7 separate regions of the Mus musculus genome follow, and all the other regions are linked to region 1. The links are chromatin contacts, called in public ChIA-PET, HiChIP or PLAC-seq and promoter capture Hi-C maps. All regions are on one chromosome and are shown on one strand. Each heading gives the region's core, a stretch centred on a gene start, on an enhancer-like site or on the middle of the called end of the contact. The rest is flanking DNA. Distances are from core to core; before and after follow the strand shown. Region 1 holds the start of Sec13 (SEC13 homolog, nuclear pore and COPII coat complex component). Region 2 holds the start of Mtmr14 (myotubularin related protein 14). Region 3 overlaps Mtmr14 (myotubularin related protein 14). Region 4 holds the start of Brpf1 (bromodomain and PHD finger containing, 1). Region 5 holds the start of Camk1 (calcium/calmodulin-dependent protein kinase I). Region 6 holds the start of Slc6a11 (solute carrier family 6 (neurotransmitter transporter, GABA), member 11). Region 7 holds the start of Ogg1 (8-oxoguanine DNA-glycosylase 1).

Region 1 (2,857 bases), core at 266-2,765:
ACTTGGCCCGATCAGTTGAAGGTTAGTGATGCAGCTACAGAGGGGCCTGCACCTCAAAGAACAGAAGGCCAAGGAGCCCCCTCAACTTTCTTTTCTGTTTTACCCTAAGTATCGCCTCCTCAAATCCCTGTAAAAGTTCTCCATTGGAGGAGGAAAGAGATCTCAAAGGCACTGTGGTGGTGATAGTGACAGCCAGGGGTGAGGGCGGTGTCATGATATAAGGCTGCCACTCTCCAGGCCCCTCTCCAAAAAGCCTTCACACTCCTTGAGTCTTGGCATCTTGCTGGTAGCTATCTTCAGCCAAGGTATTCAATCCCAGTTTCAACATACGACCAGAAAGATTTTTTTTTTCAAGACAGGGTTTCTCTGTAGAGCCCTGGCTGTCCTGGAACTCACTCTGTAGACCAGGCTGGCCTTCAATTCAGAAATCTGCCTGCTTCTGCCTCCCAAGTGCTGGGATTAAAGGCATGCGCCACCACTGCCCAGCAAAGGATTTAGCTAATGGGAGTGGAGGTTCTACTCTGGGCCACTTGGCTTCTAAGTGTGGTGGGGAAATGTGACCACGTGCATCTGAGGAGCTGCCCTGGGGCTCTGTGTTCCCCTTTCAGTGCTGTGTAAGCACCAAAGCTAAAAACAAGAGTTTGGGGAGGTTCCAGTTGTTCTCCCTTGAAACAGTCAGACTCCCAGGGACTTGAGACTCTCTGCTTGCCATCCCTTAAGAAAGCTGGTGCATTTTTGTATACTATCATATCAACTAACAATGAAGCTTTGACTTCTTCCGTTTCAATTTGTATCCCCTTGATCTCATTTAATTGTCTTTTTGTTCTAGGTAGAACTTCAAGTACTATGTTGAATAGATAGTGAGAGAGTGGTCAGCCTTGTCTTGTCCCTGAATTTAGTGGAATTGCTTTATCCATCAACGTAATTTACCATATAAACAAACTGAAAAAAGCCCACATGATCATCTCATTAGATGATGAAAAAGCCCTTAACAATATCCAATACCCCTTCATGTTAAAAGTCTTAAAGGGATTATGGATACAAGGACCATACCTAAACATAATAAGGCAATATACAGCAAGCCAATAGTCAACATCAAATTAAATGGAAAGAAACTTAAGCAAGACCTAACAAAGCACTAGCCCAGTCTACTTGAGAAATTAACCTCTACGATGGTCATGATAAGCCAGTGGGACCCGGAACCCGCAGAAAAGGAGAGTGAAGCTATAATGACTAGTCATTTTATGTATGCATCTCAGGAACCAGAAAAAACTTAGTCTAAATAAAAAACCTGCTAGCGACGGCTTCAAATCATAAAATCCCTGGATTAGGGTCGCCACAGCAACCAGAGCCCAACAGTAGCCAAGATAAAGGCAGAACTGCAGGAGGGCGGGGCCGAGGATCCAGAAGACGCGGAACCTTTGTGTGAGTCGAGTGTGTTGCTGACCGGAAGATCCTGGGTGACAGCCTGCCGGCTGCGGGCCGGCACCGGAAGTGAAGCGTTTTGAGCTGCCACGTCCGAGGCCGTGGGTCGCCGCTGCTGCAGCTATGGTAAGTGTCGCGATCCCTGCGATAGTCGTGGCTTTGAGACAGACCACCTCTACGTCCTCAAAGTTTGCTTGTCCTGCCTCTCTCTGGGTCTCGGAGCGGGAATTTAAGGCAAGGCCACTGGGCCTTCCGGAACTCATAGGCCCGGGCTGCGAGCCCACCTCCTGCCCGTCTCGTGTCTTGTCCTCCAGAATTGGAAAAACAGCCAAAGCTATCATAGGATCTACTGCCTGACAAGCCCTTAGTGCGTTCCCACGATCGCTCACATCCTCTGCCTGCGCGTAGCCTGCGGAGCAGATGCTACTATCATCAACACTTGGGCTAGGCAGTGGCAAGCTAAGATCCAAATTCTCCTCATCATTCGCCCTGCCACCCACTACCTCAGCAAAGGAGGTGGAGGGATCAGTTGCTTGGACACAGGACTCCCATGTGTGATGGTCCCTTCGGGAAACTGATGACAGGCCTAGCTGAGTGACTCCAGGGCATCGTCTCAGCTTTTTATTTCTGTTTCTTATTTTTGAATTTACATGGCCTCTGTGGTATGTCTTTCACCGCACCCCACTCCGTATAATACTAAGGGAATGAAACTCTGGAAGTCTTAGACCCTGGTTGGCGCAGCGGTGCAAGGAGCTGCCTCCTTCTGTTGGCCTTTGGCTCTTTTGTTGCCAAGTTGGAGACTCATACACAGGTTCATTCTAAGTTTGTACCTGGTGTGATTCTGATGAGCTGAACTGTTTTGAGTGCAGCTTCTTACTGTGTTCCAGCAAGCGCATAAGTGTCCTTATAAGATGCTCCGGAGGACTGCTCCAAGAGCTTTAAAATACATAGCATCCCAAAGTGTGGATCATAACCCATGGCTGCTGGTTAAGAATGGTCATAAGGATGCCAGCTTTCCAAAGTCCTGTGGGTCACCAATAGAAAATTACTTTTCCTTGAGCCAGTTGGGATTGTGGGGAATTCTTGGTCACATCACCCACCTTATATTGGTGTGTGTTGGGGGAGGGGGTTAGAGGATTAGTAGATAAGATTGTTGCCAGCAGTGTGGTTTTGGTAAGGGTGTTTTCTTCACTGCCACCTTAAATTGATTAGTTTTTCTGTTGACTATAATTGATTGCTCCTGGTGCCTCTCCAATGCTCACGGGAAAATGTCATTGTCTCCAGGCAGGTGCTGCTCCTCTTTCTCTAATCTTTGCCGACACTTTTCAGAGCATTTAAGATTCTCAAGGAAACACACTTACTTATTCAGTGTGTGCCTTCTGAATGCCTTGCCGCCGTACTCTCCCAGGGTCTACCTTTCTGAAAAAATAGC
Region 2 (2,767 bases), core at 150-2,649, 500 kb after region 1:
TGGTAGAATGCCGGTCTGGCATGCATAAAAACCTGTGTTCAATCTCCAGCACCACAGAAACCAAGCATGAGGGTAAACACCTGTAACCCCATCACCTAGGAAGTGGAGACAGAAGGACAGGAGTGCATGACTGGCCTTGGTTGGGATAACGCATTTAAGGCTTTTCTGAACATACAGTACAAATTCTAGGGTCTGCCTCCCCAGACATTGTGCTTTAAGAGAATCTAAGACCAGAAATCTTTGTGTTTAACAAGAGCTCCAAATGATGCCAATTATAATCTGAAAGGTACTTAATTGTCTGGTCCGATAATACCACATTAGTGATCTTTCTTAGGTTGTTACTTCAGAGATTAATAGAAGATGTCTCAGCCCCTAGGTAACCTCTGGGGCCAAACCAGTTTTATGGCCCAGCACAGAGACCAACGCCAATGTGTAATGCCACACTGGGAAAGAGAAAGGGCCGGGTCTATCAGTGCTGAGGTCAGTATGCCTCGACCAGATCAGCAGCTCTCTTTTCAGGCCTGGTGACTAGGGCAGAGGGAAATTCCCGGGGTGGGGGGACAACGGACAGAGACTTCTGATAAAAGGAACAGAAAGGGAATGTGGGTTCTCTTCTTGCTCTACAGGAAAGGAAAGGGAAGGGCCTAAGTCATGCTGGTACCTTATAAGGAGGTGACACACTCCGCTGTTCTCTGGGCTCCATAATGTCACACTACTCCAGACTTCTACTCTGATCTCTGGTCCAGAGGAGTCTCTTCCCCATTTTTACTTAGATTTTAGGGGTTTTGTTTTTTGTTTTGAATCTGTTGGTAACCCCTCCTAGGCTCACGAAGGGTAGCGTTCCTATTGTCTAACCTTTGCACCTGGCCCACAACTCCGACCCTTGACCTCCAAACCCCTGTTAAAGCAACCCCCCACCCCAAAACCCACAAGGAGCTTCGGTCCTCCTCTTTGGTGTAAAGCCGGATCCTTACTCTCTGAGTCCATATCCTGGATAAGTTCCTCTCCCGTGCCTCCCCAAGGAGGTCTCATTCCAGCTCTCCTCCCATCCCGAACCACAGTCTTCCCTCGGTAACTCAGGCCAGGGACCAGTTCAGGTCGTTGCACCTTTGGGGCTCACCTTAGAGCCGCTCTTCCCGCCGCTGTCCTTGGCACGGTACTGAGTCCGGGAGAACTCCTCCAGCAGCTCCCAGAGCCCGGGCTCCTGAGGCGGCGGGCTGCCCGACGAGGCGGTGGAACCCGCCGAGGCGGCGGCGGCGGCCCGAGCACCCGCCATGCACAGCCTCGAGTCCCCTCAGGGCGCCTTCCCCCAGCCCATGGCACCTGAAGCTCGGACTCCGGCTCTAAAACCTCCTGAACCGACTCAGCCGCCGCCTTCTTCTTCCACTTCCGGCCCCGCCCCACCTCTCCGGATGTTTACTCCCGCCGCAGCCAATCAGAGCCCGGGGTTCGTGCCCGGCCCACAGGTCCCCGGCCCACCCCTGACGCGGAGGGATCCAAGTGGCCTCACGGCGGGGGCCGCGCTCCGCCCAAGGGGTTTCCCCGGGGGAAGCCGGGCTAAACCACCGCGGCTGCGGGGAGGGGAAAGGCGGGAACCATTGGCAACAAGAGAGGAAGGAACCGCCGGAGGCCTGAGTTAGTGCTGGCAGCAAGAAGACGAGAGCTGCAAGAATCAAAACAGCATTTCAAACAGCACTTCTCCACTGCTCTTATGGACGTCCCTGCCAATATAGCGTGGACCATCATCCTATTTATTTAAAAAGATTTTCTAGCTGGTGTCAGTAGGCAAACGCCAGAGGATGAAGCGTGAGAATCAGGCATTTGAGACTAGCCCAGACCACACCTTAATTTTTTAAAAATGTTTAAAAAAGTGTAGATAATAATGTTCCTTCATTTTCCTATCAGCTGCTTTCATCATAAATCAACACGTGCCAATCTCCTGCTCAGTTCTTCCCTGTCTAGGGAGTTGTTTGTGTATTGGGCTGGTGTTTGTTGTTTGATGTAGGTAATTATTTGTGGTATAGCCAAGGCTGGCCTTGAACTCCTGACTCACCTGCCTCCACTTTCTGGGTGCTGAGAATCTCAAATATCAGTCCCAAATTCCTAGAATTGTTAGTCTCAGAAGATGTGTGTACTATCTACCCCCAAGTATTGATGTTTAGAGAGAAGGTGTTAAGGCCTCCTTCAGTATTGTATATCTGAGGGAGAATTGCTCATTTGGCCATCAGTCAGACAGTTGATTAAGCTATAACTTATGTCGAAAGAAAACTCTCAAAATGAAATTGATGCTGTGAAAACATAGTAAGTTAACATAGTGCCTAAAAGTACTCATTTTCTTAGATTTGTAAAGAAATCTAAGGAAAACACAAACCACAACCCCTGCTGACTGTCAGTCACTCTTCATGCTCAACTAGGTCCTGTCCTGAATTCTAATACTGGAAATTAGTTTTCCCTTTTGGCGATGGTCAAATAGAATCAAAATATGCATTTTTTAAAAAAATTATTATTTAGTCTCGTCTTCTAAACTGTGATGATTATTCTTGCTTCCCAACTTGGGGAAAGGACTCTTCAGTTGAGTAATTGCCTCCACCTGGTTGGCCTCTGAGCATGTCTGTGGGGCCTTTTCTTGATTGCTAATTGATGCAGAGGGAGGTATCCACTTTGGAGAGGTGGTCCTGGGTTGTAGAATAAAGCAGGCTGAGAGAGTTACAGGGATCAAGCTGGTAATCAGTGTTTATTTCTCCATGGCCTCTGCTTCACTTTCTGC
Region 3 (2,963 bases), core at 446-2,945, 470 kb after region 1:
CCTCCCGTCCACAGGCTTGTTTCTTCCTATAGCATCACCAGCTCTTCCCCCATGAGAGACTACTCCTTCCCTGTTCATTTAGGTCCTCAGCACAGACACTCGGCTCTAGTAACAGGGCTGGGATAACGGCAGTGCTCCACACTGTGGAGGAGTGCCCCTGTGGTCCTTTGCCTCCCTCCACTTACCTCTGGGTCTTCAGGCAGAACTCTTCGGAGGTGATATGCTTCAAAAAATTGAAGCAAAAGAAGAAAATCTGAAGGAGAAAAAGCAGAGCACAGTGAGAAGTTAGCCTTGGCCAGTGGAGAAGAACATGCAGAAGAGCGCCACTGGCTCTCAGGTTAATGCCTCTTTTGGGGAATGACCTTCTTTGTGAACCCTGCTAGATCTGATTTATGACTGATGTGGGTGATACAGAGGGCTCAGCAGGGTTTTAGGCAGGTGCCCATAAGCTGGGGGTAGGGAAGATATAATGTGCATCTTTTCTGAGAACACAGAGGTCCAAGGTAAAGAATTCAAATCTTCAACACGCACATTCTCAGCTTTTACAGTGAAAATAACAGCAGTTCCCACTTCCATCTTAAAGCCCAGGGAGAGCTACTGACAGGGGGGACAGCTGGGAGGGAGAGTATCTTGGGCAAGGGGATTAGTGGATAAGGCAGGACAGAAGAGGAAAGGCATTCCATAGGGAGGGGTGCACCAGATACAGGATCAGAGCTGGGGTAGGGCAGCCATGCTCTGGCTGAAACTGTGAGGCCCAGGTCTTCACTGTGAAGTGGATACAGGCAAGAGACTGACTGGCAGCAAACCCATTCCCAGGAGCAAATCCCAGCCAGTGACCTAGTCCAGTGGCCTCTAGAAACATACCAGAGGCTTTGGTTTATTTAACCTGCACAACACAACAGGCTATATATCAACCAGTGATCCCAAAAGGTGTAACCCATGAGACTCAGGGAAACACCCATACATTCCCACAGGGCCCTGTAAGATTCCATTTTAAAAAAAAAAAAAAAGAGGAAAAAAAAAAAAAAAGGCAGAGGGTTGCTCAGATCTGGTCAGTAGGAAATGCTGCATTATATAAAATGACACAGGTGTTTTCATCAGACACCAGAGCTTTTTAATGTGCTAATGTACCCTGGGAACCTCAAAGATAGAAGACAGGGTAAAGAGGCACTTAGCAGCTGTTTTTAGCTTGCTATATTACAGAGGTGTCTGCAGTCTGGAGAGGTAGCAAGACCTATGCATACACTGAGGGACTTGCAGGGTGGGACTCAGAGCCCAGTCTTCGCAGTCTCATTTTTGCCCTTATTCTCTGAAGGGAGCATCTGGCTTGCTCTGGTGGGCGGGGGAGGGAGATGGAGTAGAGGACAGAATGTCCTAAAGCACCAGCAAAATCTCCAAAGAGGCTACAAAGAGTCCTTCTGCCCAGATTTCAATGCCAAAGGCTCTGCCTCTGGCAGAGTTCATGGGGCCTCTGAGGAGCAGGCTTATGAGCTCTGCAGACGCGTAAGTGCTCAGAGAGATTTGGAAGGGAGATGAGCAGCTGGGCAGAAGCAACAAAAGAAAAGCTGGAGATAAGACGCCTAAGAAGAAAGCAAGCTCAGAAGCAGGAGGGAGAGAAGGATGCTTCTGGACACTAGGGGTGGGTGGAGACAGAACCAATACTGTCATGATATGCATCTGTATAGCTCAGGGAGAAACCAGGAGACTCAAGGTGAAGCTCAAGGTCACCTAGGCAACGAGCAGGACCAGTCGAGACACACTCAAGCCAAACTTAAGATCTGATGCTGGGGGAACTACAAGCAGGTAAAGAAGATAGAGGAGGCAAGACAGAAATGGCAAGAGGAATCTGACTACACTGAAAAGAAAGGACAAGGAGGACCTGGAGGCAGCCTACAAGTGGGCAGAACCCTGGGTGTGCAGACCACCGTGGAGAAGGGAAGGGACTCTGAGTGGCAGGATGGAGGACAGAAGCACTCCATGTTTCAGCTTTGAGCATGGAGCCATGGAAAGCAACTTGAACACTGGCTCCAGAGCCAAGTGCAGAGGGAAGATGAGGAGCCTGAAATGGTCACAGCCACTGTGGCCAGAACTCCCTCTGTGGTACAAAGGGAGCCCGAGGCCCACACACGGTCTGTGCTCTTGCCTTTCCCACCACACTGCCTGAGGGAAGAGGATGGTAAGCTCATCCAAGCATCCTGGGTGGAGAAACTGCCTTCCCAGCATGGCAACCAGAATGAATGCCTTGTGTGTTAAGGTGTAGTCCATGTCTGTGCGGAGGTCCTTACCTCCTCCCCTTTGCTGAGCCGATCTACCAACATGTGTCTGAAAAAGAAGAGTGAGAAGGTCAAAGCACAACCCAGCGCTGAGGAGCCGTGTGACCCACAGACAGACCAAGTCTTTGGCACCAATGCATCACATGAAGCCTGCCAACATCTTTGATCCTTTCCAAAGAGAGCCAACTTTTTTCCTCCAGCTGTTTTCTTATCTCTGTTCCTCATAAGAAAAGCTAATACACCATGCACACACACCTCCTTGAAGACTTACCCAAAGAGGAACCAGTCATAGGCCACAGTCAGGTAGAGGATCTCAGCAGGCTTCAGGGATGTGTGAATTAGCCCATCCTGGGGGAGACAAAGGGTGGCAAGCTCAGAAAGCTGCCTTCCTAGTGCGGGCCTCCTTGCTCCAGGAGCAAACCAAAACATAGACTGGGTGACAGGACCACCCTTATCCTACCCCAGCCCCCAACCAAGAACAGTGTTAAACGTGACAATTGGAGACCTAATAGGGTCTCTGCATATTCCCCGCTCCAGCTCATTCATACTCACAGCCCACAAGGAAAGGCGCAGAAGAGAGATGAAGAGGGGGGTCCGGTCCCAGCCTGAGATACAGTGTACCAGCAGCCCGCTGTCATCTATTGTGGAACAGGAGCACCAAGTGAGAGAACCAGATAGGGTTCTGCTGAA
Region 4 (3,011 bases), core at 389-2,888, 430 kb after region 1:
GACTCCCAAGCCTGGGCAAATACCATGAAACCTGTGAATAGCTGAATGAGAAGACCACCAGATTAGGAGTTGAGGAAGATCAGATTACGCATTAAACGTTGCTTATTGTATGCCTGAGTGAGTGGCCAATGACTGAGTCCTAGATTCCAACAGAAACCATTGAACTACACAATCAGTGCATCGCTGAAGTCTTAATGGGGAACCTCACCCTGGAACTGGGTGGGGAGATATAGGGAGAAACCTTGTGAAATGGTCATTTCCGCAGGACAAACGGCACAGGCTACACTTGGTTTCCTCATTTACTGATTCATGCAACATTAACTCAGGGCCTACTGAATGCCAGGACACAAACATGATCACAAAAATCTAGGCATTATGTTCCAAGGTTCTCAAAGGCTAACCCTCCCCCACCTCAGTTTCTGGGTGAGTAGAGACAGCAGATGGCACCAAACCCCAGGGAGCCCAGCTTAGTCTGGTACCGCTCCAATTTCTCTCAGGACTAGTTTGAACTAGTGCCTAGGACCACCAATGCAGGGCCTGCCTAACCTCCCTGACAAACACTAACTCTCAGCCTTTCCTTCCTTCTCCTGAGGCTTAACTACAAGAATGGGCAGCTCTCGTCCATCTATCGACAGCAAGTCAGCCAAGCTACACATTCAATTCCAACTCACTTCTATTTCCTACCTGCTGCTGTGCCTTTAAACACAAAACCAATTATAGGTACAAACAAGCTCAACACTTTCCAAGCCGGGTCCCTGGTGAACGCTGCCGTTCTGGCTTTGCTGCCCTGGTTCCCGAACTAGCACAGTGCCCCAAGGGACCTGGCGTCAGAGGCACGAAGGTGTCCAGAACTTAGCTCTGAAAGCCCTGGGGCCCTTGGATATGGCGGAAGCACCTACTCCCGGGAACTCCAGGAGCAGAAGGAAGTAAGGGGTAAGGGGTGGGACAAGGCCCGCGGGGCTAGAGCCCAATCTCCCGGATGCTGCGCCGCTTCCCTTTTGTCAAAGTGTAACAAGTCAAACAAGGTTTCCCTTCTGCCTCTGGCCCAGGCAGCCTCAAAGGGAACACTGCTGCCGCGGACGCTCCCCACGAACGAATGGCATGTCAATTCTCCCTGCTCCAGGGGCTCAGGAGGAGCCTAAGGCGCCTCGCCAGGGCTGCCCCTTCTCCACTGGCACTACCTCCCGGCCCCGGCCCGTACTCACCGGCCACCTCCAGTCTGGGCTCATCGCCGGGGGCGCCCGCCGGGGCTCCAACCCCGTGTGGGAGGCCGGCGATGAGAGACGGGCCGAGAAGGGGAAACCCGAACTCTCGGAAGCGAAGCTGGCCGCCCCGGCTCCTGCCCCGCACTCTCTGGCCCGGCTCCCCCGGCTTCCCGCGCTGACCCCTGCCACTCCTGGTCCCGCCGGTGCCCCAGCGTCGCAATTCCGCAAGCACCTTCGCGTTTCCCGAGCTTTTGGATCTTCTGGCCTGGGAACCCGGTGCCGCCGGGACAATGGGGGGGCTCCTGGAGGCGGCACAGGAACAGCAGCGGCGAGACCGTGGCGGCAAAGGCTGTGGCAGCGGCGGCAGCAGCAGCGACGGCGACGGCGTCCGCCAGGGTAAACGTGGTCCCGTGGCGCTGTATAGACGCACTTTCGCCACGGTTCCTCGCCGGTCTACTGAGGAGCTTGAGACCAACCTGTCGGTCTGAAAAAGATCTCTGGACACCTTAAAGGGCTCAGCAAGCGCCTCCATGTTCTAAGTGGAGTTTCTGGCGAGCGAAAGCTCAGTTTTGGGGAGTCTGAGTCCTCGGGCCGTTTGTGGCGAATCTGCGACTACGGACAGGCAGCGCGAGGCTGGGCGTGAGGAGCCCGCCCTTCTCCCCTCCCCCTCTGCCGCCGCCTGCTCCCTCCCTCCTGCTGGCGCGACTGCTGCGGTAGGGACCTGGCCTTGGTCTCCGAGGAAGGCGACTGGGAGGAACGGGGCGGGAGCGCCGGGTGGGGCGGAGTTGAGGGCAGGGCCTAGAGCCGGACGAACGCAAGGGAGCCGCAGAGGCCCGCAGATATGGTCAGGGGCGGGGCGACGTGGGAAGACTAGGCCGGCGCGGGAGGGGCTTGTGTTTAGGGGGTGGAGCTGCGGGAAAGCGGTGCCCTGATGCGACGACCGCAGCCGGAAGAGTGGGCCCGAGGGGCCCAAGTAACGAAGGGCGGAGCTTTGGGTAAGCCTGGAAGGTGGAGCTAAACTAGGGATGAAGCTACAGCTGGGAAAGCGCACCACAGTGCTGCAGGGTAAGGGCGGGACTTAGGAACGTAAGGGGCGGGGCTTCCGCTGAAATGTGAGACTGAAGGGTGACGAGGCGTGGCCCTAATGAGGGAACTGAGTTTGGGGAGGTTCCAGTGCATTCCAGTAAAACTGTAGGACTCAGATTGGCAGCGCTGGACTACAAGGTTACCGGTAGCTGATTGGAAGACGGTATCAAAACACACAGCCCATTGAATATGACTGACACCTCAAGTGTGATCGTGGGAAATTCTTCTTTGGGTTCTTCAATTGTAAACCTGGAACTCGAAAATTCTGTCAGTTCCTGGGGGTTTCAGAGAATTTGGATGTCAGGGATCATCATTGTCAAGCAGTGCTTGTAGTTTTGTCACTGAAGAGTATGATAGTCTTCCAAGATGCTAGAGTCACTGAGAACGCGGTTTATTTTCATGCGGACTTGGTATTCAGCTCCCTAAAGTGCACGTTTTCTTATGACACGTTTCCCCCGAGAAATGCCAATAAAACCAGCACTCCAAGTTGTTTCCTGGTCAAAAGGGGGGGTCTGGCGTAAAATCGGTGGTTTCTATAAAGAAATGGCTTATTGCAGCGGAGTTTCTCATTATTAAATGGGGATAATATATAGTCCCTCTGTCCCGGGGTTATGATAAGGATTAAGAGAGTTGAAGACTGTAAATTGCCTAATACAGTGTCTGTTGTATAAGATTCGCATGCACAAAGAAAATACAAGCTATTATACTCATCCAGAAAAT
Region 5 (3,136 bases), core at 279-2,778, 400 kb after region 1:
CCCTCGTCAAATCTTGCTTTTCCTGTGAGCCCTGGTTTATATGAAATCTTTTTCTCATGTTTTACTTTGTTTTGTTTATGTACTTGTGTATGTGAGTGTGCAAGTCTATGGCAGCCAGAGGAGGATGTCAAATGTCTTGATCTATCACTCCCCACCTTACTCCCTTGTACAGCACCCCTCTCTGAACCTGGGGCTAGGCTGGTGGCATGCTCCCCCTCAGTTCTGGGGTTACAGAGGCACACAGCCCCCTCCAGCTTCTTACACAGGCTCTGAGTATTTGAACTCAGGTCTTGTCCTTGAGCCGCTCGCCCACTGAACCATCCCCGAATCCTCCTGTTTTGTCTTTTCTTCCTCCTCCCCTTGAAGGAGAACCTCACCACCGGCTTGCTTAGAACATTTCACAATGCACCTATCTCTGCTTCTGAAGTGCTAAGATTGTGTCAGACACCACACCAGCTTGTTTTGAACTAGTGTTCTAAGTACTTGCACACCCACTACACAGAACTCTCAAGAAAACTTAGAGTCAGTCGTTAATAAGTCCATGTCTCAGGGAAGAAACTGAGGCTCAGAAAGGGAGAGCAGAAAGGGAGGTGGTTGACTTCAAAACCTTTCTAGCATCTTAGCTTAGTCTTCTGAGGCCTGACCACTCCAGGACAGAGGAGGGCCAAACTGGGAGAAACAGAGGTTGAACTCAGGAGGGAGAGCTGCCCTAGACAGGCCAGGTTGCGTCCTTTGCCTGGCTCCAGGGCAGACCTACCTCTAATTCCTGCCAGTTGATTCCCCTTCTAGTCTGAGCTCAATTTAGTCCCAAAGAGCCTTGCATAAACCAAGTCGGGTCAGGTCCCTTGGCCCCAAGCCTAGAGCCCCAGGAAGGGATATGCTCCACCCTCCCCACCCTGGCTCCCAGCCACGGTCACATGGCACTTTGGTCCTCTTTGGCTTGCTTCCTTAAGGATCCAGATTTAACTGCATCTCCCCCTTCCACTTCTCTTCCCTAGTCTCTTTGAGCAGTACCTGAAAGTGTGTGGGATAGAAGCCTTAGCTCTGTTTTGCTGGTGTAGGTCCTCAGTTTATCTGCCTATTAAATGGGACCTTACAGCTTTTCATCAGCCCCTTACTAGTCTTCTGAGTCTTGCATAGGTCCAGCTCCTTTTAAATGGAAGGTGAGGAGAGGAGGAGAAGGAGACTAAGAACTCTAAGGCAGGTCCCAGAACTGTTTTGAAAACAATGCCAGGTTCAAGCTGGCCAGCCTCTGGCATCTCATAAATATTGGTTCAAAAATCATCTGCTTCTAACTAAGTGCTGATTTCAAGACCATCTGTGGCTCTCACTTGTCTCCTGCTGACGACCAAAGGGCACATAAGCATGCTATAGGGCCTGTAACAGAACAACTGGGCCCACTTCTCCAGTCCGAGAGTGCTCGTCCCTAGTCCCCAGGTCCTCTGCCGCAGGCTCCTCCTCCATTGACATCAGAGCCGCAGGCGGGCCGAGGGAGCCGAGCCCCAGCCGAGCGCCAGCGACTGAGCAGGCAAACTGACCAGGCACAGACGCGGCGGGAGCTCCGCACCAGCCACCTCGGCCCTCGCAGCCAGCCCCGAGGCGGGGCAGCCGCAGGTACAACTGAGGGTTGCCCCGGCTCTGTGCAGCGGGGCGCTCCAGCCACAAGATACTGAAGCCCAAGGGTGGGAGGGGCGCCTGGCCCCTGGACAGACAGACGGAACAGGGCTGGGCCTTTCTCTCCCACCTCCCGTCCCAGGCCCTTTAGGTGCTAGGTGACCTCCATGGATATTGCCTGGATATCAGAAAAGGGTGGGGAAGGGTCTGTGTGTGTGTGGTGTATGTCCAAGCGCTAGGCCTGACCATGGAAGGGCGTGGGCATTTGGAAGAGTAGATCGGGGAGGGCATGTGAGGGGTTCCCTGAAGCAGGAATGTGCTTCAGTTGTGTAAAGGTATCTGGGAATTCATTTTTGTTGTTGCATATGGTGTTCAAGGATACACACACACTGCTGTCTGGCTTGCGGGGTAGAGTTCAGGGGAGGTTTGGTCTTCCTCTGAGGGGGTTTAGTTAGGCAGATTGTTAAGGCTTGGTTTGCTGTGTAGGGCTCTGGGCTGAGGAGTTGGAGGGCATAGACAGGACTAAGTTGCTATGTCTGGTATGTGGGAACGGATGCCACCTTGTTCGTGTGTGCATGGAATCAGTACTGCAGTGTAGGGTCTGGGTGTTTTGGATGGACAGGTAGGTGTGAGTGGTGTATATGAACGTGTGTTGATGCTGGGCATATGTGCACAACCAGGTGACGTGGTGTGCAGTGTGATGGATCTAGCAGGAAGGTGTCTGGACTCAAGATTCATGTACTGCTGATGTGGAGTGGTGTCTGCTGCAGGGTGTGGAACTGTGAGGGTCATTAGTGCTGGCATCCATGTGGGTTTGACTTTACATGGATTTACCATTGCCTCTTTCATCAGAAAACCTGGGATGCTGGCCAATGCTCTGGGAACAAGGTCCCACTCAAGGAGTGGACTCTCAGTTCTGGTCAGGGTGCCTTCTCTTCATTCTTCCCAAAGGAACCAGGAGGTTGCTTTCCCAGAGCTCTAGGGCATGAGGGGCTCTGTTCTGGCTTCAAACTCAGTTGATTCTGAGATGTTGACTTTTCTGAATGATTCCCCCAGTCTAGTAGTCTCCTACTGGACCAACACATGACACCCTTTGTCCTTAGCAAGCTTAGCTGGGACTCTCTTGGGCAACTCTGGACTCATTCTATCCATCTCCAACCTCAGTTTCCGAGATTTCTCACATGATACATGGGGAGAGAACCCACCCTTTCTTGTAAGATGACACAGAGCTGTCTAGGGAAAGGTCCAAGATAGGTCCCCTCCAGGAGGGGACAGACAGGTGAGATCAGTTTTCCGGCTGCTGGGACACAGACAGGGAGTCAGGAGGGCTAGGTCTGGGGAGTTCCAGCTGTGGCTGATGTTGCCTTGGTAACAGTGAGAAGGAGCTATTTAAAAACGTGGCTGAGATATTGCTGGAAGCCCAGGCTGCCGGAAACCTGATTTCCGAGAGGCTAGGGTGGCAAGGAGGAGGAGGAGGAGGCGGAGGAGGAGGAGGAGGAGGAGGAGGAGGAGGAGGAGGAAG
Region 6 (2,836 bases), core at 127-2,626, 390 kb before region 1:
CCAAAGAAAGGGCCTGAGCCAGGCAGTGTGGTTCGCAGGCCCCTTAGCTGTTTGTACAGGAAGCCCTGCACTGTCCCTGCCAACCAACTTCTCTATCACCTTTTTAGGGTTTGAGATTTTTTTCTTGAAGATTAGGGGTAGGACAGGGAGGAGAAAAAACGCCAACACAGGTCTTTTCTGAGAGGAACTGTGCCACCACAGGCTTTAATGGGACCCCTCGCCACTCTGCCATCCTACTGTGATAGGAAGGGTGTGGAAGTTTGAGGGGGATGTGGGGGTGTTGGGTACCACTCTGAGATGGGGACCACAGCTTCATTTCTTCCTAATGGCACTCTGTGATGCTGTCGTTGGAAGGGATGCTGGTCTTCCCCGTCTCACACACATCAGCGTGGTTGCAGTTGTTGTGGGTGAGTCTGAGCCCAGTAAAAGAAACTGCTTGGTGCCAGTTTTTCCTCCAGAGAGGCCTAAAATACTTTCCCTAGAAAGGGCCTACTACAGAGGGGAGCAAGTGGCAAATGGCCGTCCAAAAGTTCTCCCCCGGGGGTCAGCCTGATCCTGCACAGAAAGCTTTTAGAGTCTGAATCTCACTCTCAGCAGTAGTAAAACAGAGAGTTTCTTAGATGCTTAGTACCATCGTCGTTGAGATCCATAACAGCATTCCCTTCCAAGGTGACTGACTGTGAGACGATTTAAAAATTTACAAGACATGGCTAACGCTGGGCCCCTATTCCTGGCACTTCGGCGACCTCTCTAAAAGATTGCTCAGATCAGTCTCTTCCTGTGAGGACAGGGAACATCCGAGGCTAAATAACAGGTTTCTGCCTAAAATACCAGTGAGAGTGGCCTGAAAGCAGAGCTCCTGGGCCAGGTCTGTCCCTCACGCAGGTGACAGACGCTGCTCTGGGCCCGGTGGCAGGTGGCAGATGGTGGTGCGCTCAGGTGCGAAGCGGGCTCTGTGCACGCAGGCGCAGAGAAACAGGTGGGCCCCGTGCAGTCCCACAGCTCCTGGGGACTGGGAGGGGGGATCGGGGCCATGCACGAGAGGTGTCACCCCACCCCAGGTGTCGCCCCGCGTCCCCGCCATCCCCGCCGCGCTCACCTCCGCCGTTTTTGTAGCACAGGTAGGGAAAGCGCCACACGTTGCCCAGTCCGATGATCTCTCCAGCTACGCTCAACACGAACTCCACCTTGTTGTTCCAGTGGCCGCGCTCGTGGACAGCCTTGTCGCGCGCCTCGCGCGTCCCCGCCGCGCCCCCGCCGCCGCCGCCCAGCGTCTCGGACCCCCGCGCCTCCTCGGCCGCTTTCCCGTTGCCCAGGGGCAGCGCTTGCTCCGCAGTCATGGCCGCCCTGCCGCCTCGTGCGCCGGCCCCGGCTCTGCGCCGCCGCCCCGGGCGCCCGGGCTTTTGAGAGGCTCGAGCGGCGGGCGGGGGAGCCGGGGGTGGAGCCGAGGGAGCCGCCCGGGTCGGACCGCACGGGACGGGGACACGATGCCCAGGCCACCTCCTGCCCGCTTGAATCCCGGGATGGTAGGGGCGCTGCAAGTCCAGTGACTTGACCTTGTGCGCCCAGCGCCTCCCTTAATACCTTGACCTTGCGCCCACCTGGCTAACTCAGGGCACAGGGTTTGCCCTGCAGCCTGACTCGCTGGCTTCTGAGTGCAGGTAACAGCAGAGTTGTTATCCAGGCCCAAGTGGGCTATGAGTGCTGCACCTGAACTTCTATCCCCTCTCTGTGACCTTTCAAAGCTTGGGCCTCAGTTTTCCCATCTCTACTCAGAGGTAGATGGGCAGCTCTAACTTTTGAAGGGCGAACAGTTGTGTGTGTAGGGTTCAGTTGCAGGGGCCTGGTGAGAATACGGCCGGGGCATGAGATGCAAAGTCCTTTTGAAGCTCCCTGGTGATGGTAGCTGAGCTGTAGCCCCAACCCCATGCCCAGTACCCTCTACCCTGGAGGTCTCATTCCCCCCTCCCCCTCGTGGCCCCACTCTACACACATATGAGTCTCAACAGTGTGGCATTGAGTACGGACATCCAGCGGCAGGAGCAGGCAAGTCTAAGCTGAGTATCCTGCTTCACCTACGTGAGCTGTGTGACTTTGGCCAGGCTCCTGAGACTGCAGTTTCTCAGTTTGCTGTTCTGCAAAAGATGCTTCCAATATCACCTTCTTAGGTTTGTACTGCTTGCTTATTGTTTTGTTTGGGTGAAAGGATAAATGACAAGATGCTGATAAACAGTCTTCCTACAGTAGAGACAGTCAATGACCATGCACCATGCAGTATGCAGACATGCATGTCCACGTCTGGCTCAATACGTCCCTCCTCTCGGTTGTACAAACAGCATACAATGTCCTACAATAATGGCAGAGAACTTGGCGAAATATGCTATATAACATGTACTTAGAAAGTATTTGTAGATAATAAGGTCAAGGATATAGCTAAGTAAAAAGTCCTTGCTGATGATGTGTCGAGCCTTGGATTTCATGCCCAGGACCGAGCTGAAGTCAAGGGTATGGATAGAGATAGAGTCAGGGGTATAGGTAGAGAAGGAGTTGTTTTGGGTCGGATGACACTTGTGAGTTGACAGCTGGCCCTACCTGTGGTGCCCCTGGTGGAGGAAACTTTAAGAGGCAGAGCCTTAAAGGAGGGTCTTCAGGTTATTGCGGGCATGGGTTGGCCAGGAATATGGGAGCCCACCATCCTCAGGTTGGTCTCTTCTGCCATCCTGAGGTAAGCCTTCACTGTCCCATGACACACTTCTGCCTGAGTCCAAACTCAGGGCCTCTAGGAGGCAGTGCCAGATCCACACTGTACACTGCTTCTCGGAGCTATGTGCTGCCG
Region 7 (3,063 bases), core at 222-2,721, 410 kb after region 1:
GAGCTGGTCCTCCGTCTGAGTCAGTGTCCATACTTGATCTGCCAGCACGCCACTCCAGTGAGCAGGGCTCTGCTCCTTCCACCTGGGCACCCCAACAGACAACCCTAGCATCGTTACCCATCTTGAACTCGTTAAGGTCCTTTCTGTTTTACAAATGTCCCACCTGTAAACTGACTAATTAGTTATAAATAAAAGTGGTATGTCTTCTTTCTTTTTCTTTCTTTCTTTTCTTTCTTTTTCCCCGAGACAGGGTTTCTCTGTGTAGCCCTGGCTGACCTGGAACTCACTCTGTAGACCAGGCTGGCCTCAAACTCAGAAATCTGCCTGCCTCTGCCTGCCAAGTGCTGGGATTAAAGGCATGTGCCACCACTGCCCGGCTAGTTTTCTTTCTTTCTTTCTTTTTTAAGATTTATTTATTTATTTATTTATTTATATGTAAGGACACTGTCCCTGTCTTCAGACACACCAGAACAGGGCATCAGATCTCATTATGGATGGTTGTGAGCCACCATATGGTTGCTTGGAATTAAACTCAGGACCTCCAAAAGAGCAGTCAGTGCTCTTAACCACTGAGCCATCTCTCCAGCCGCCCCCCCCCCCCCCCCCGCTAGTTTTCATCTTTTTGTTTGTTTGTTTTTTCGAGACAGGGTTTCTCTGTATAGCCCTGGCTGTCCTGGAACTCACTTTGTAGACCAGGCTGGCCTCAAACTCAGAAATCCACCTGCCTCTGCCTCCCGAGTGCTGGGATTAAAGGCGTGTGCCACCACCCCCGGTGTAGTTTTCATCTTAAAAATAAAAAAGAAGCGGTACTGGGGATTGAACCAAGAGCCAAGTGCGTGAAAAGCAAGCACTCTTATTACTGAGTGCATCCCTCAGCTTCCCCCACTGATTTTTATTGCATGGTCCTCATAATCCTGCACAGTCATCACCTCTACTTCCTAAAGAAGGTTAAAAGGCAAACCACCGGTGCTTAGACTCCAAAATGTACTCTCATCTATTGCTCCCAACATTCTCTGTATCCCGAGTGGGCAGCACTGAGAAGTCAACATCCTAGGGAACAGTCCTCCCAAGTGCAGTCACTCACCGGAAGGACTGTCCAGAAGCTAAAACCAAGTCCAGACGCAGCTCAGAGCGTGGACACGGGATAGAGGCCCAGAGGGCCGGGCTGGAGCTTAGGGTGCGATGTCTCATGCTGCTAGGCAGCCAGGAACGGAATAACATTCGGCTAGCAGCCCCAGCCCATTACGGCACTGTCCAATCAGAACTCGACTTTCCCAAGTCCTAAAGCCTCGCACACAAGTGACCACACACACCGGGAGTGTAGCACCGTGGGTCCTAGCTTATGGGTCCGGTGTAATTTTAATTTGAGTCCCTGTTGAATGAATTTCCCTCTCCTCGTAGGAAAGCCTCTCGCACACCACCAAACCCCTAAACGCCCCACTCCGCTCTCCCGTGCAGCACGCCCCGCCTCTTCCTCCGGACGTGGCCCCGCCCCCAGGACCTCCCGGCGCGCGCCTCCTCCTCCTGCGCAGCCCTCGAGGTTTGGAAAGGCGCGCCAGTATGGTTCTTCCGGGTCCCAGTTTACTCCCACCGGAAGTAGATCCTTGCTCCCGCTTATTTGACCCTAGAGGTAGCCAATCCGAGAAGAAAGTACGAAGCACCAATGAGAACTCGGGAGTGCCGGAGTGGGCGGGCCTGTGAGGTGGGAGCGGTTGGCCTGCTGGCCTCGCTGCTTGGCGATTGGCTGCCAGAGACCCGGCTCTGCCATTTCAGGGCTTTCGGTGCAATCTCAGGGCCTGCCTGCAACTTCTCGTGCTGGCCCGCACTGGAGCCACATCATTGCGGGGCGTAGTGGTACACACCGGTCGTCCCAGAACTCGGTAGGCAGAGGCGGGAGGCACGTTTGAAGCTTAACTAGGCTGGGCTTCATGGCGAGACTCTGTCTCAAGAAATAAACCGAAAGAATCTCATCCTCCCCTGCTCAAGCCTTTCTCCACCGAGCCTCTTCTGAGGCAGTGATTTTTCAGCGCTGTCCCCTCCACGTCTTGTCAGGAGGCCCCGAATGCGCCATCTCGGGCTTCCCAGGCTTCAGAGGCCAGTCTCAGGTTTGCTCGCCCTGGCTACAGCCTGCGGCACAGCTACCCGCTCCAGTCCGAGCGTGGAGAGATGGGCTTTCTTTGGAGTTCACTCCGTCCAAATGCCAGTGTGTGGCTCTAGGCAGCCTAAGGGACCAACACAACCAGCACCAGCCACCTTGTTCCAAAAAGGACTATATCATTTATAATTTTTTAAGACAAAAAAAGAATGCTTAGGCTAAGAAATATGAACTTCAGCCGGGCAGTTATGGCGCATGACTTTAATCCCAGCACTTTGGGAGGCAGAGGCAGGCAGATTTCTGAGTTTGAGGCCAGCCTGGTCTACAGAGTGAGTTCTAGGACAGCCAGGGCAACACAGAGAAACCCTGTCTCCAAAAACAAACAAAAAAAGAAAAGAAAAAAAGAAAGAAAGAAACATGAACTTCGGACACTAGTTTGACACACTAGGGCATTTTCCATCAAGCAGAGAAATTTTCGGGTTGTGCCTAAATTATTGGACTACAGACTCAAGGGCAGGGCTGGATGCTGATTAGTGTGTGTGTGTGTGTGTCTACAGAAAGGCACAGCACACCTGCTAGAACACTATTAACCAACATCAAACAAACTGGGTCTTTTGTCTCAGTTTCATTAAGCAGTAGCTGTAAGGCTCTCAGCATCCATGTTTTACTGTGATTACCTCATCTAAAGGCATGTCACCTTACAGGTGCCTGGCACTGAGAAGGCATTCTCTCCAACAAGACTTTAAGTTAGGAAAAACGCCAAGGTTGCATGTGCATTAACAGGCTGGTACACACCTACTTTGTTTTCAACTGAAGTGTCTGAAGCCCTTCAGCTACAGTCCTAACAAAGGACTTGAAGCAACTGAATCCCATAAGATGGCAGTAATGGACTCATCTGGTCTTAGGTGCTAGCTGAAAAGACACCTTTCCAGACAAAGAGACCTGGGTTTAAGTCCTAGCTCTCCAAC

Evidence for each region. Promoter capture Hi-C pulls out the DNA fragments that hold promoters and counts their contacts. ChIA-PET counts read pairs in DNA pulled down with a chosen protein or histone mark. HiChIP or PLAC-seq counts read pairs in DNA pulled down with a chosen protein or histone mark.
Region 2: a contact with region 1 is called in a promoter capture Hi-C map of liver, with 4 times the contacts expected there. The contact joins the promoter of Mtmr14 here to the promoter of Sec13 in region 1. A contact is called at or near these places in 8 of 39 promoter capture datasets (cranial neural crest, embryonic stem cells, fetal liver and 4 more), 4 of 484 Hi-C or Micro-C datasets (CD4 T cells, CD8 T cells and erythroblasts) and 2 of 9 other capture datasets (adipose tissue and liver).
Region 3: a contact with region 1 is called in an H3K27ac HiChIP or PLAC-seq map of embryonic stem cells, with 2.3 times the contacts expected there. The contact joins the enhancer-like site here to the promoter of Sec13 in region 1. A contact is called at or near these places in 5 of 39 promoter capture datasets (embryonic stem cells, hematopoietic stem and progenitor cells, liver and 1 more), 1 of 115 datasets of contacts at active chromatin or transcription factors (embryonic stem cells) and 2 of 9 other capture datasets (adipose tissue and liver).
Region 4: an RNA polymerase II ChIA-PET map of memory CD8 T cells shows a contact between it and region 1, with 48 read pairs. The contact joins the promoter of Brpf1 here to the promoter of Sec13 in region 1. A contact is called at or near these places in 2 of 39 promoter capture datasets (liver and pre-B cells), 6 of 115 datasets of contacts at active chromatin or transcription factors (the SCID.adh cell line, effector CD8 T cells, embryonic stem cells and 3 more) and 1 of 9 other capture datasets (liver).
Region 5: a contact with region 1 is called in a promoter capture Hi-C map of hippocampal neurons, with 2.1 times the contacts expected there. The contact joins the promoter of Camk1 here to the promoter of Sec13 in region 1. A contact is called at or near these places in 1 of 39 promoter capture datasets (hippocampal neurons) and 2 of 115 datasets of contacts at active chromatin or transcription factors (memory CD8 T cells and pancreatic cancer cells).
Region 6: a contact with region 1 is called in a promoter capture Hi-C map of stem cell-derived epiblast-like cells, with 4 times the contacts expected there. The contact joins the promoter of Slc6a11 here to the promoter of Sec13 in region 1. A contact is called at or near these places in 9 of 39 promoter capture datasets (the 3T3-L1 cell line, cranial neural crest, embryonic stem cells and 5 more) and 1 of 9 other capture datasets (embryonic stem cells).
Region 7: a promoter capture Hi-C map of pre-B cells shows a contact between it and region 1, with 4 times the contacts expected there. The contact joins the promoter of Ogg1 here to the promoter of Sec13 in region 1. A contact is called at or near these places in 6 of 39 promoter capture datasets (embryonic stem cells, fetal liver, liver and 2 more), 4 of 484 Hi-C or Micro-C datasets (CD4 T cells, CD8 T cells, embryonic stem cells and 1 more), 2 of 115 datasets of contacts at active chromatin or transcription factors (memory CD8 T cells and pancreatic cancer cells) and 1 of 9 other capture datasets (adipose tissue).

What each region holds. Positions count from the first base shown.
Region 1 is chr6:113,739,339-113,742,195 of GRCm38.p6, reverse strand. Sec13 (SEC13 homolog, nuclear pore and COPII coat complex component) reads left to right here and starts at 1,515. Exons shown (of 9, transcript NM_024206.4): 1 at 1,515-1,551. The coding sequence starts at 1,549.
Region 2 is chr6:113,236,475-113,239,241 of GRCm38.p6, reverse strand. Mtmr14 (myotubularin related protein 14) reads right to left here and starts at 1,399. Exons shown (of 19, transcript NM_026849.2): 1 at 1,121-1,399. The coding sequence starts at 1,276.
Region 3 is chr6:113,265,918-113,268,880 of GRCm38.p6, reverse strand. It overlaps Mtmr14 (myotubularin related protein 14), which reads right to left. Exons shown (of 19, transcript NM_026849.2): 11 at 2,826-2,911; 12 at 2,545-2,621; 13 at 2,286-2,322; 14 at 186-253. Among named protein-coding and RNA genes, the nearest start is that of Cpne9, 15 kb to the left of the region's middle. Within about 2 kb of position 1,695, at least 18 of the 459 cell types and tissues checked have an H3K27ac peak or open chromatin away from gene starts, as enhancers often do. A contact at or near this core is called in adipose tissue and embryonic stem cells, where this site is marked.
Region 4 is chr6:113,305,764-113,308,774 of GRCm38.p6, reverse strand. Brpf1 (bromodomain and PHD finger containing, 1) reads right to left here and starts at 1,638. Exons shown (of 13, transcript NM_030178.2): 1 at 1,438-1,638.
Region 5 is chr6:113,342,314-113,345,449 of GRCm38.p6, reverse strand. It overlaps Camk1 (calcium/calmodulin-dependent protein kinase I), which reads left to right and starts at 1,528. Exons shown (of 12, transcript NM_133926.2): 1 at 1,528-1,614.
Region 6 is chr6:114,129,781-114,132,616 of GRCm38.p6, reverse strand. Slc6a11 (solute carrier family 6 (neurotransmitter transporter, GABA), member 11) reads right to left here and starts at 1,376. Exons shown (of 14, transcript NM_172890.3): 1 at 1,100-1,376. The coding sequence starts at 1,340.
Region 7 is chr6:113,325,384-113,328,446 of GRCm38.p6, reverse strand. Ogg1 (8-oxoguanine DNA-glycosylase 1) reads right to left here and starts at 1,471. Exons shown (of 7, transcript NM_010957.4): 1 at 1,085-1,471; 2 at 1-82. The coding sequence starts at 1,221.